2 separate regions of the Gossypium hirsutum genome follow, and region 1 is linked to region 2. The links are chromatin contacts, called in public Hi-C maps. All regions are on one chromosome and are shown on one strand. The core of a region is the stretch at or near the end of the contact, and the rest is flanking DNA. Distances in the headings are between cores, read along the strand shown.

Region 1 (7,485 bases), core at 4,226-6,725, 130 kb before region 2:
TGTTCTCCCATGGAACACTGGATTCTTGGCAATAGCGACAGCAGATTGATTGTCACAAAAAATCTCTGTTGCTTCCTTTTGACTCACATTCAAATCATTCATGATTTTCCTTAACCAAATGGCTTGGTTGACAGCACTTGCTGCTGCAACATACTCTGCTTCAGCAGTTGATTGAGCCACCAAGGTTTGCTTATTTGAGCTCCAACAAAACATGGCTGAACCAAGACTGAAAGCATATCCTGAGGTGATTTTCATGTCATCTAATGAACCAACCCAATCACTGTGAGTATAGCCAATTAGCTTTAGGCTTTCTTCTTTCCTATACATCAAGCCATAGCTCAATGTACCTTTGACATACCTGAGCACTCTCTTAGCAGCTTGAAAATGCTTCTCATTGCAGCAATGCAAGAACCTTGAGAGCAAACTTACAGCATACATAATGTCAGGCCTAGTGGCTGTTAAATATAATAAGCAACCAACCAGACTTCTATAGGTTGTTTCACTGACCTTTCCAAAATCACTTTGGCTCGATAGTTTCTCTCCAACAGCAACAGGAGTCCTTGTTGCTTTACTGTATTGCATAGAGAACTTAGTTAAAATATTCAAAGTAAAGCTCTTCTGACTCAAAAATATCCATTCTGTGTTTGAGACACCTCCATTCCAAGAAAATAGGACATCCTTCCTAAATCAAACATTTCAAACATCTCCTGCATTTTGGTCTTGAAATTGACCAGCATTGCTCGATCTCCTCCTGTCACCAGCAGGTCATCAACATACAGGGACACAATGAGCTATGTTTGTGCCCCTTCATTCTTAACGTACAGTGTTGGCTTACTTTTGCTTCGATCGAATACCAAACCAATCAAATAGCCATCGATTCTGCTATACCAGGCCCTTGGAGCCTGTTTCAAGCCATACAAGGCTTTCTTCTGCTTGTACACCATCTGCTCCTTCCCAGCTATTTCAAACCTCTGTGGTTGCTCAACATAGATGTCTTCCTCAAGAATTCCATTGAGAAAGGCTGACTTTACATCAAGCTGGTGAATTTTCCACTACATTTGTGTAGTTAAGGCAATTAACAGCCTTATGGTGTCATGCCTGGCCACTGGTGCAAAGGTCTCCAGATAGTCCAGACCATATTTCTAACTGAACCCTTTGACAACCAACCTTGCTTTCAACTTGTTCAAGCTTCCATCAGTATTTTGCTTGGCTTTGTACACCCATTTCACTCCAATAACCTTCCTTTTGACTGGCCTTTCAACCAGTTCCCAAGTCTGTTTTTTTTCAATCATGCTGATCTCCTCAGCCATTGCCTGCTTCCACCCTTGCTGAGCTTCAGCCTCTTCAAAACTACTTGGTTTGTTGTGGCTACATGAGCCCTTTCATAAATCTTAGCCAATGGTCTAGTGCCCCTGATTGGTTCATCATCAATGTCCATTTCAGGACCATTTTGCTCTGTTTCAGCTTGATCAGTTGCAAGTTCTTCAGAAACTGCCTCAAGTTGATTCCTTTCCCAGTTCCAGCATACCTTTTTAAAAATACTATTATTAATAGAAACCATGATAGTGTATATTGAAATTAAAAATAAAATAAAATAATCTGAAAGAATATTGAAGAAACTATGACTAATAACTAGCTCGAAAGATGTAGCCATCGCCATTGACAAAGCAAATATTGAGTTTGAAAAGATTGAGAAAGTGTCCAAACAAATAAAATTTTCCCATGTCATTTCCTTACATGAGAAATTTAATAATTTTATTTTTACTTTTAGTTGAAATTAAAAGATATTATTAATAAAAGCAAAAGAAATATTACGGTTTTCATTTAATTAAAGAAATGATTGATTTCAATTTGAAGATTTTTCTAATACATTAACCAGATTAATTTTTAAAAAAATATTAATTACCCAATGGAGAGATATAATTCCATCATATATTTATATCATGTTTTTGGGAAATAATTCAGTAATTATACTTGTGTACATATTTAACTATTTTTTTAATTAATGAATTTCAAATTTTAGAGGAGATGTTGAGAACTAATTGAGGGAAACATGTGGGATAATATGCAATAGAGAATTAAATATGTTTTAAAATTTAATTCTTTTTATAATTATGAGAAAACGTAACTACTAAATAATTATTTTTTTCAGAGTTACTTTATGATATTTAAACACGTTTTCAGAATTATGGATGGAGACCAAGTTTATTTGTAGAAATCCGTAGACCACTCAACTAAATTGTATTGTTCTCAATGGAGGTTTTGTCTCCTGACACATAAAGAGAAGACTTGAAGATGCGACAGCTCATATAACAAGAGTGTGCTCCTACTCTATGAATCTGCCATCGTCTTTTTATGCAATCAAGTGCACGACAAAGTCGAAAGACAAAATCCCTACCAAAGATAATACTAACATGTCGAGAGGTTCGTCAACTTTTGAAAAACAACACTTTCCAAACTTCTTTCGATGGAATCAACCTCTCCTCAATAAAAAACATATGGGTAAAGTATAAAAATAGTCATACAACTATTCAATTTATTCTATTTTGCTCTGTTTCAGCTTGATCAGTTGCAAGTTCTTCAGAAACTGCCTCAGGTTGATTCCTTTCCCAGTTCCAGCATACCTTCTCATCAAACACAACATCCCTACTGACTGATACTTTGTTTGTTGAAGGATCCAAGATCCTATACCCCTTCTTGACAGTGCTATAGCCCACCAGAACACCAGGTCGAGCCCTTTCAGACAACTTGTCCCTTTTTACAGCAGGTACATATGCATAACAAATGCATCCAAAGACTTTCAGATGAGCCAGTGATGGCTTGAATCCAAACCATGCCCAAATGGAGTCTTCTGGTCCAAAGCCTTGGTTGGAAGCCTATTTTAAATGTAGGTTGCAGTGTTAACTGCTTCTGCCCATAGAGCTTTAGGCAGATTCTTTTGAATCATCAGACACCTGGCCATATCCATCAAGCTCCTGTTCTTTCTTTCACTTACACCATTTTGCTGAGGTGTATAAGTGTTGGTAAGTTGATGTTTGATGCCTGCATTATCACAGAAGGCTTGGAACTGAGCTGATGTGTACTCAGTCCTATTATAAGACCTTATGGTCTTCAGCTTACAGCCTGTTTCAGTCTCAGCAGCAGTCTTAAACTTCCAGAATACAGAGGTTACTTCTAATTTTTGTTTTAAGAAGTAAAGCCAACAATATCTTGAGAAATCATCAATGAACAGTATGAAATACCTGTTTCCACTTAGTGACTCAGTCTTCATGGGGCCACATACATCAGTGTGCACCAGTTGTAGTCTTTCAGAGGCTCTCCGGGCTTGATTCGAGGGAAATGAAAGTCTGGCCTGCTTGCCTAGCTGACATACTTCACATACTTCCTGGTTTTAAACTGAGCTTATGAAATTTTCAGCCAAGCCACTCCTGCACATGTGCTCCATCGATTTGTAGTTGGCATGACCAAGTCTTTGATGCCAAAGCTTGGATTCATCTGTTGTAGCCATGTAAGCAATATCTGACTCATTTTTCCAGTCAATCACAAAGCTTTTATCAGCCATAGGGACTACTATCAGCTTGGATCCACTTGGATCACTGATCTGGCACTGATTGTCCTTGAACACCACAGAATACCCCTTCTCCAGCAATTGAGCTATGCTGAGTAGGTTCCTGTCAATTTCAGGCACCAAGAGCACATTTGAAATGACTTTGGCACCTGTGGGAGTGCATATCAGCACATCACCCTTGCTTTCAGCTTTTGTAAAGTGGCCATTACCTATTTTGACTTTGGTTCTGCAGCTTCTGTCTAAAGACTTGAAGATTGCAGCATCAGGTGTCATGTGATTGGTGCATCCACTGTCTAGGAGCCAACCAGATGAGAGCCTTTGCTGTGCAGGTGAGCATGACATAGCAAAGACTTGCTCCTCTTGGTCACTGTCCTCCTTGGCTACTCGAGCCTCAGCTTTCATCTGTTGAAACTGATTCTGCCTTGGTTTGCCCTTGCTTTTGCAGACTCTCTCAACATGACCCTTCTTCTTGCAGTGTTGACACACAGCATCTGGTCTAAACCAACATTTTTCTTCTGGATGTCCAGGCCTCTTGCAATGCCTGCAAGGTTGATCATTACTCCTTGCAGCATTAGACTTAGGCCTATTTTTCCAGGTCTTCTTGCCTTTGTAGGCAGTATTGGTCTTTGCCTAAAAGACACCTTCTTGGTGCTCCTCCAATCTGCTAGCTCTTCTCTGCTCTTGTGCATAGAGAGCATTGATGAGCTCTGTCAAGGGAATGCTGGTCAAATCCCTTGAGTCTTCGAGAGATGAGATTTTTGCCTCATACCTCTCTGGTAAGGTTGAAATCACCTTCTCTACTACCATTGCTTCACTGAACTGCTCACCAAGGAGCCTTATGTTGTTCACCACTACCATAATCCTGTCAGAGTACTGCTTGACAGTTTCTTCTTCCTTCATCTTCAAATTCTCAAAGTCTCTCCTCAAGTTCAACAATTGTTGTTGCCTTGTCCTCTCTGTCCCTTGAAACTCCTCTTTCAACTTGTCCCAGGCCTACTTTGGTGATTCACAGCACAATATTAAACCGCTCAATTGTACCTTTTCATAAAAGTGTCGGTGTGTTTAGCTGGTTTGTGCTAGGAAATCACTTCCCTTTCTAGTTTCTATGGTCTCACAAAAAACGAAGTAGCACAACATATATTCGTGACTATGTTTAGACCACGTCTAAAAGAAGAAAAATCTTCGAAGTGTTGTGATATTTAGGCCGTAGTTTTTGAATCTCATACACAGATATTTAATATTAATTTGTTCTTTTTTAAAGTCTGTCTTTTATTGACTTTTTGTAGACAAAGTTGGCGACCTTTTTTATCAACTTGCACACCTAAAAGTAACTGATTTTGTTTTTGACCATAAAGTATAAAAAGGGACACCTATCTTTCTTCCAGCCAATCACGACCTTAGACTGAATTGGAATTTAAAGATTCTTTGTATATCACATCATTAACGAGGTCATGAAAAGTATTATCTTGTATCGTGTTCTTTTTTTTTGTTTTTTTATTTGAATCGATCTTACATTTATTTCGAGTTGAGATGAACACTTTTGGCAAATGGGTTCAATGTTAGGTTCTTTTCTTAAGGTTTTATTATATAGTCAGATGTAAATTCATTATTCAAATATAAACTCATAAAAAAAAACCAGTTAATTGCGGATGCTAGTATTTATTTGGCAATAGCTAGTAGATTCTATATTCAGTCAAAATTACAGATCTTCATCCCCACTTGACTGTTAAGTAACAATTACATACGTCATTTTTTAATATTTTATTTTTGATCTTAATTATCCAGTCTGACATAATAAAAAGAAAAATAAATTATCCAGACCAAAACACAAAATATCCATACATTCCCCCACAATACGACGGCTTTCGCTTAAAAAACCAGGACCAAAGTAATAAAAATATAACACAACACCATCGAACTCAAAAAAACAGTTTAGGTTACTACAAAAACCACGGCAACTACCACCCTTGAATGTTTTGAGCTTCCCACATCGCTTTCTTATCTACACTAAGGCCTATAATATCTCAGACCCTCCTTATATTACAGTGTTAAAAATCAAACAAAACACAATCCATAGCAATGGAAGCAGTGAACCTCAAGAAAAAGCAGTGCAAAATTGTCGTGGCAGTAGATGAGAGTGCAGAGAGCATGTATGCACTTTCATGGTGCCTTTCTAATTTGATTTCTCAAGCCACAATCAACACCCTTGTTCTTCTTTATGTCAAGCCTCCGCCTCCTGTCTACTCTTCCTTGGATGTTGCAGGTTAGCTATGGTTATTTTCTTTATTTTCAAAAACACAATTGGTATTCATATATCAGTATGTATGGTTTCAGGGTATATATTTTCCGGCGATATGATCCGAGCCTTGGAGGCCTATGGCAATGACCTGGTGAATTCAGTGATGGGTCGAGCTGAAGATATATGTGGCAAATTTAGCAGCAATGTAAGATTTTTGTTTGTTTAATTATAAAGTTAAATAAACGAATATGATAAAGATTTTGAAGGCTCGTTTTATGTCTGAGTAGATAAAAGTGGACCGAATTGTTGGAAGTGGAGATGCAAGGGACGTTATATGTAATATAGTGGATAAAATCAAAGCAGATACGTTGGTGATGGGAAGCCATGGTTACGGTTTCTTCAAAAGGTATGAAAGTATCTTTAATTTGTAACAATTTCCGAACTTGGCTTATGAAATTTATTTGCAGCCAGTGGTGATCGTGAAACATCCAGAGAAGATATAAAGCTTATTCTTCATTGTCGGAGATATGGCTTCTACTACCATGTACACCAGTATAGTGCTTTGTTAATTCAAAGTTCCTGATGGTTAATGAGGATCCTATGATTTTTCTTATCTAAAAGTATGTGTTCCTCAAAGGAAGAGATGGGGTTTATCAGTTCATGTATATATGTTCACCAAAAAGTAGACTTTCTGAAATAATTAAAAATAGCCCATAAAAGAGGACTGAAGCAACGTGGTTTAAAGATTAAATGGCAACTTGCAGCTCACCGAGAATACCCAATTGCCCCCCAACAATACAATAAGACATTGGGTGATATATCAAAAGGCATAATGATCTATTTTGGCCTTACAATTAAAAAAAAAAGTTATTGTAGCTCTTTATTTAATTTTTCGTCTCTTTTAGTACATTGTATGTCAAATCATCCCAAGATGGATGAAAAGACGTTTATTAACTTTGCTGTGGCATTTTCGTGGCAGTCCATGTATATGCCACGTTAGCCATTAATTAATTTTAAAATATTTAATAATATTTAAATTTTTTTGAATTTTTTAAAATTTTTAAAAAGTTAATTAATTATTGATGGTGATATGTACGTGGATGTCACGTCAGCAAAGTTAACAAGCCTTAACTTTTTTTTATCTATTTTAAGGTGAATTGACATAATGAATATTTAAGGGTTACAAGAGACGAAAAGTTAAATAAAAAGCTAAAATAATTTTTTTTTATAAAGTTGGAGGTACTTATTTCCTAAATTAAATTATATCATAATACTAATTTCAATCTGCAACTTAAACCTACCTAGGGATCACATGAAAACAATTGAATTCTGTAACACCCTATACCCGACCCGTTTTATCGGATTCAAGTTTAAGATGTCACAATACTTAGCTAAAGTTTTCAATCAACGGAAGTCATACTGAATGTACCTCTTATTTATTTGAAATCATTTCTAAGACAATAGGTTTGGATAATACATTTATCGTTTATTGCAAAATTTTTAAAGGTAAAATAAAACCTTACAACAAATTACTTAAATAGACAAACGTTTCTGTAATGGGTATTACTATTTATCATTTGAAAAAATTGTTTCCATAATATCCCTCTGTATGCATAATATTGCCTCGGCCTACTGTCATAGCGCATTCCTGGTTTGGTCCTTCTTGACATACAGGTTC
Region 2 (7,107 bases), core at 1,249-3,748:
GAAATTCGCTACCAACTACCACCATGAAAGAGATCTCTATGTAACATTTCCTCCAAATCCGTAATTCTAGTAAAACCGGAAGATGGCTCTTGACGGCGGTGGCTTTCTTAGCCGTCGGAGTAATATTCTCGCCGGAGACCTTTGGATCAATATCCGACGGCTCAATCTCACCCATTCTCTCTACTTCTATTAAACTAGCTCATCTCCTCTGCTTCGCAACCGCCTGGGGCACCGCCCTTTGGGTCACTTTCATCGGCGGTATCCTCATGTTCAAGTACGCCTTTTTCTTTTCTTATTATACCCTTAATTAATCCCAAATTATTTTTTTTAAAAATAATTTGTTATTTCCTTTAATTTTTACTTAGATATCTGCCAAGGCATCAATTTGGTAATCTACAAAGCAAGATTACCAAATTAAACGGCGGCGGCGTTTGGTTATATGCATCCGTGGAAGTCGGCGACCACTACCGAGAAGTACCAGCTTGGCTTTTTAGTCTCTGCTTTTGCTTTTAATCTCATAAATTTGTTCGTTTTCACTCCCATGACCATTGAGGTAATTTCGTTCAGTTCTATCCCTTGTTCATCATAAAATTGGGCTGGTTTATTTTCATGTTAATCAATGAAAATCTCTGGAATCTGGTTTGACTTGTAGGGTTCACTTGGCTGGGAAATAAAAAGATAAAAGAACTTTTATTTTAGGGTTAATTGCACCTGATATCCTTAAATTATGACCAACATTCTATATTGGTCTTGGACTCCAAAATGTTTTAATTGAGTCCTTAAAGTATCAATGCGGTATCAATAAGGCCATTTAGTTTAGCATGCTAGCTCAGTGAAGCATATTGAAAAATAGCTTAAATTTGATGTTTAAAAAAAAAAAAAAAAAGAGTCCCCTTAAATATTTAAAACACTTGTTTATAATTTAATTGTCAAATCTGAACTGACATTTAACACCTAAATTGGCAGTTAGGCTCACAAAATACAATAATGATAGTATGGAGATTCAATTAGAATATTTTGAAGTTTAGAGACAATTTAGAAGCTGGGCGATAGTTTGGATAAGTTTGATGGGTTGAAACCCATAAATTTTATGTCTAGATATTTTAGGGTGATGAAATCTTTTGTGTTTTTATGAGAATTTAGGGTATATTTGTACTGAGAAGGGAGAATGGTTGTATTTAAGATTCTGTTGATTGGATGCATGAGATTCCAAGGTGTTAAGTATTTTCTGATTTATTCTATGTTCCCTAAGCAACCATGAAGTAAATAAGTGAGTTCATTCTTACTAATGCTGCATTTGTGAGTTGATATCCTGGCTTATGTTGTTTGTGGACTTGCAGATGAAGCATAGGCACAAGGTGGAGAGAGAAGAGAACATTGGTAATGAAATTGGAGGATCAAAGAACCAGGAAGTCGCGAAGAAGAACCCAAAGCTCGCAGCCATGAACAAGAAATTTGGAATGATTCACGGGTTATCCTCGCTTATTAATCTTATGTCCTTTGGTGTTCTGGCTATGCACACATGGTACTTAGCCGGTAAGCTCAGTCTGTAGTTTGTACTTCACTTTTACATGGTTGTATGTGTTTTTTGTGGGACAAACTGATCCAAATGCTCATACTACAACTCTGTTAAATCGAAATAATTGAAGAATTAGACGGGTCTGATATACCCCCAACATAACCCAATCCGACTAGTTGAAGAATTAGACCCGTCCCTATCCGTTTCAAAAGAAAAATAATTGAATTTGGGTTATATTTTGATCCCTATGCATAATGTGTTGTTATGAAGCATAACAGCCTAGCATGTAGCAATTATGTTTGTTTTCATCATAAATTGTAGCAAGTTTGTTGCAAACTGGCAAAAGTTAATTTTAGTTTGCATGGATACCAAATGTAGAGAGATTAAATGACTGGTTTTTACAGCATGCATATTAAGTTACAATTTTTATTACAGTAGATAGGCACCGATCATCACTAAGCCATCTTTTGATGCTTTTGAATTTAACATGTCTACATAAAAAGTTTAGAAAAAGCTTGTAGGTTGCGCGGTTGTATGAAAGATTTGGGTGGGTCCTGCTTCTCTTTAATTCTTCCAAAACCAAGCCGACTTCTTGCCGTGTCAGTCACTGTGCTTTTGGGCTCCATTTTTGTCCATTATTGGAGCCTTTTGTTTTGTGCTTGACGAAACCTTGGTGTTCATGGGTCATCGGTTTCTGAGAATCTCAAATGTGGGTCATCACTCGTTACATCATCAATGGAGACCAAAATTTGCCAGACCAACAACAAATTATAAGAATCTGACGAGGAATTGCAGATTCCAGCTGACCAAGAAACAACTTGTCAAGCTGTGCGGGCTAAAGTTTGCTCGAAATCGACTTGAGCTCAATCGATCATTATTTTCTATAGAGCTACTCGAATTCAATTAAAGCTGAATTGTAATTGCATACCAGCAAGTTCAATATCGTTCTCAATAACTATAACACCTAAGCAAGATCTTTCTTTCACGTTTCAACTACTCTCAAGACATCGATATCCCCCACTTAAAGGCTGCCCCATAAGCCGACACATTGACTATCATTTTCCTGAACATGTTCCGGAAAAATCTCGTTAGCTTTAGGTAGCCATTATTGAAATATTAACTTCTACCAATGATCCAATGAGACGATAAAACATCATTACGCTAGTGTTACTCATAATACAGAGTAACAATTTTCATGAGTTCTATCAAATTTCCTTTCCTAAATCAATAATGAATAAAAGAATCATCGACGGCAATGTGACTCCACCTGTATAATACTCCCTCCTAAGAAACAATATATGGTTCTCAACGAAAATTGATCACATGGTATGCACCCAAGAGTAACAGTTTGGCAGGCAATAAAAGGATCACCGGCAAATATATGTGCCTAGATCCAACTAGCTTACCAAACCGCTTCAAGGACGCTCTCCCGGTTTGTAAAACAATGGCTAAGTTGAATTGTCCTCGGTGTAGACCAGTTGTCGTGATGGACTTCCCGAGAATGATACCCGCACTGACGCTGCGAGATAACACCAGGGACCACCAGTCCTTGCGTCGTTGTTCTCTCTTGGTCTTCCTGATGCGATTTTGCTCTTGACGGATGACTTCTCGAATGGATTTCAAGTAAGATTTCATGTCATGATCTCTTATGATTGTTCCTTCGGAACCGTATGCAGTACGATCACTTAAGATGTCAAGTGGATGTGGCGAGTTAAAGAAAATTCTCTGTGCAGCCCGGAGCAACTTCTCTTCACTGTCTTCGTTTGAGAATGGAGAGGTTAGGAAATATAGACCGGTTCCTGAAGGAAGGAGATGATGAGGTGGAGAGAATTTCTCATCTGGTTGTAAAATCAGAAGTTGCCCCATTGGTGTATACAATAGATTCTGTAGCAAAACAAGATAAATAATTAAATATCCATGTTCTAATTCAGTTGCATTTACAGTTTTCAAAAATGCAGATACATTACCTGATTATTGAGACAAGGATGGTGTCGAAACTTCCCATTAAGAGCCTTTAAAAGCTCTACAACATGGCTAGGAAAATTGCAAGAGAAGGCTCGAGGAACAATGTCTCTGTGCATCGTAATTGCTTGAACATGACTTCGTGGCAACCCGAGTTGGCGAAGAAGACGGTCACCCCCACACATGATGCTTGGAGATCCAAACATTATAACGGGAAGTAAGGAAGAAGCCAGCACTTCACCTCGTATCAACAACATAAGATTTACCAAAAGTGACAAGCTGCCACCGAGAGAATGCCCAGTGAAGCGGAAAGTTGCACGTTTTCCATGTGATTTTAAGTGGGAACGGACATCAGGCAGCATTCCCTCGTACATGCCTTTAGCAATCTCATATATACCTCTATGGACAAGAACATCCAGTCCCTTAAACCATAAAAGATTGTATTGTATTAATCGAAAACCGGAAATGGATATACTTTCCAGTCCTCTACGATATTTACCGCATACCAAAAACAGAGGCTAAAGCAATCAACGTTCTCATCTAAAAAAGTTTATATATGTAAATTGACATCTGATGCGGTTTCAATGAACATTTTATGCATTCAAGAATCCAAACAAAATCAGATAAAGATTAACAAGAAGCAAATAGACACATTCTGTCAAGAAATTACCTCAAACTTGATAGGCTCGAAAAGTAGATTCGCCTGCCAAGATGCTAATGACTCAGATCCCTACATATACACATCATAACTAGTTCAAAAATGTAAGGTAACAACATCCAAAGTGCAAATGGAATCAATATAATCAACTCTAAATAAAAATCTGCAACTCCTATATAAAGAGAGCATGTGCCATACCCTTGTTAGTATGGATGGTATTATCTACCTGAATTACAAAGAATCTAGTACCACTCTGATCATCATCACATATAAACCACTCACAAGGCGATGAATGCGTAGAGTTCAAATCATCAGCAACAGCTTGCTTCACGTCTTCCTTGGCAGCAACCACGGCCGTCACGGAGTCTGTAGTTGCCATTAAAGAAGCCATGTCAGAGCTTATCATATCGGAACCACTCTCAATTCCATTTCCATCTTTGGATGAATCCTTGATGCTTTCAGGATTCGACGATTTGAAAGGAAGCATGGTCCTTGTATGGGACTGCAAATAAGAAGCAGCAGAGGCAGCTATCTGATAAGCAGCAGAAGCACTGATTCGATACCCGATATTTTTCTTCTCATTGCCGTACATATCATCCTCGTTATTCCTTTGCACCTCTTGATTTTCAGAGGATACCTCATGATTTTTCTCAACAGTCATTGCTGATTCTCTCTTCTCCATTGACGAAGTCACAAAATGCAAACCGTGATGTTTTAAGAGATTCTCAGGCTGAAATGCAAAACAAAAAAATATATATACAGAAAAAATTACTCTTCAAAGATCCGAGCGATAGTTTCATCTATAAACAAACATCAAAGCACACATCCAACAAAAGAGAGAAACCCATCATCATCATCCAAGTACAAATAAATTACAAAACTATGAAGATATCATCAAATTTCAAAAACAAGAAATTTCACCCATCAAATCATCAATCATTTTGCTTTTTTCAGTGAAACCCAGTTTTTCACCTCTCTTAAACGAGACCTTAATCTAATATATAAAATGAAAACATGTTAAAACGTTTTAAAAGTATGAATAATTAAAAAAAAAAAGAAAAAAATTTCTGGGTTGGTTTACCTTAATCCTTGGAATGACATAAGCCAAGCATCCAAGGTAAGACATTTGAGCGTACAGCTTAGCATCAGCTAACGACACCCTTTTGAGCATCTTGGAAAACGAATGTTTATCGATTTCCTTTATTTCATTTTCATCATCACAGGCTCTGCAGCATTCACACATTCGTTCCTCCCCGTCGACGACGCCGTTTTCATTGTTTCCTTCTTCGGCTTCTTCCCCTTCTTTACCAGCGTCTTCCTTCCACAACGACTTCACGTCCAAGATCTTCATGACCCAATTCCCGTTCCGCCCTTCCAACGTCCCGTTCATTTCTCCGCCGTTCACTTTCATCTCCTCTCCGTTACCCTTCTCCAATAAAACCGTATCGTCGACGGCCGTCCCGCTGTACCTCGCGTACTTCCTACCTCCACTTCCGGAAGGCCACAATGATTTCAATGTGTACCGACACGATAACATGGAAAACACTTTCTTCTGCGGCGATACAACCGCCCCGGACGATGACGACGTCGATTTATTATTGTTGTTGTTATTACTATTATTACCCGCCACCAAAGACCGCGCCACCGCACTCACTTGCGCGGCGTTGGTCCTATTTTCCAATGGCCTGGTCACCGAGATCGCAGGTGGCATACCATGAATCCCTGTTTTCAAACAACGCCCATCCATTTTATTTTATTTTTACAATTTGCTTGTGGGGGCTTAAAATTCTTTATAGTTTCTAATCAAATATAAGTATGAAAAAGATCTAATACTATAATAAACAAAAAGTGGGTAAAAACATAGGAAATATCAAGCGGCAACAATGGCGGGAAGCAAGGCGCTTTTATCTCTTTGTTTCTCCAACCTGTTTTCCGGTTTTAAGATGGTTGATCAAATTTCTTCATTTATATATAAAAGAGAGAGACGGAAGGTTCTAAATAGGCGGAGGAAGAGAGGGTAAATTACATTTTAAAAATTACTACATAATCATTCAACTACAAAATAATCATATGGAGGACTTTAAATAATGAATTGTCGTTAGCCGTTACACAAGGTTATGAGGCAGTTGTAAATCATAACAGTTTTCATTACAATTTTTCTGGATATATTTATTCACATGTTTATCTTTTGATTTTTATAATTTTTTTAAAAATTTTGTAATATATATATTTAATCTTATAACTTTTTTTATAATATATATTTTGTTTTTGTTTTTAAAAATATTAATATAGTATAAAACATTACGAGAAAGATTCTAGAAGAGTTAAAAGACAAATTCAATAAAATCATTCCAAGATCAAGGGACATCATCAATAATATGGTATTTATTTTTTTATAATAGAAACATGTGAAATAAATAAGTATATATATTTATTTATATGAATTCGAACTAGACTATATGATTTAATATTTGAAAAATAATAATTTTTGGGTTTGTACCAAAAGTAATTTATTAAATTAAAAACCCTTATTTTCAACTACTATTTACAGAGCATTTTCAGTGAATAAATGAAAACAACTTTCTTTTTTCACATATTTTTATTTTCTAAAAATTAATTTTAGAATTTTCAACTAAACACATTTTTCTTAAATGAATTCTAATTCGTTAGAGTTTTTCTTTTTTTTCTGAAAAATTAATTTCAGGTCAGATTAGTGGCATTGGAAAAATACTCAAGTCAAGTCCGACACGTCAAATTATTTACAAAAATTACACTTAATGTATGTATATATTAAGTTTTAGCTTTCAATAAATAAATATATTAAGTCTAAAATGACAATCTTATTTCTTCAAAATAAAAAATTAAAACAATTCAATTAAATTTAAATCAGATCAGGTGAAGTCAAATCTTTTATTAAATTTAAGGTTAGGGTTTGAGACAAATTATTTTCTCAAGATAAAATTTCATT

Evidence for each region. Hi-C and Micro-C count contacts between places; a contact is called where the count stands out from the background.
Region 1: a contact with region 2 is called in a Hi-C map of leaf, with 1.5 times the contacts expected there. The contact joins the promoter of LOC107910881 here to the enhancer-like site in region 2. A contact is called at or near these places in 5 of 34 Hi-C or Micro-C datasets (callus and leaf).

The regions. Positions count from the first base shown.
Region 1 is chrD08:46,841,228-46,848,712 of Gossypium_hirsutum_v2.1, reverse strand. It overlaps LOC107910881, which reads left to right and starts at 5,475. Exons shown (of 4, transcript XM_016838822.2): 1 at 5,475-5,831; 2 at 5,903-6,012; 3 at 6,095-6,213; 4 at 6,275-6,603. The coding sequence starts at 5,648. The coding sequence ends at 6,284.
Region 2 is chrD08:46,708,967-46,716,073 of Gossypium_hirsutum_v2.1, reverse strand. It overlaps LOC107910932 (phospholipase A1 PLIP2, chloroplastic), which reads right to left and starts at 6,142. Exons shown (of 6, transcript XM_041098203.1): 1 at 5,221-6,142; 2 at 4,366-4,869; 3 at 4,152-4,211; 4 at 3,487-3,903; 5 at 2,926-3,403; 6 at 2,423-2,582. The coding sequence starts at 5,886. The coding sequence ends at 2,575. LOC107910946 (dnaJ protein ERDJ3B) reads right to left here. Exons shown (of 10, transcript XM_016838861.2): 10 at 7,031-7,107. It also overlaps the pseudogene LOC107910940. Within about 2 kb of position 2,498, at least 5 of the 9 cell types and tissues checked have an H3K27ac peak or open chromatin away from gene starts, as enhancers often do. A contact at or near this core is called in leaf, where this site is marked.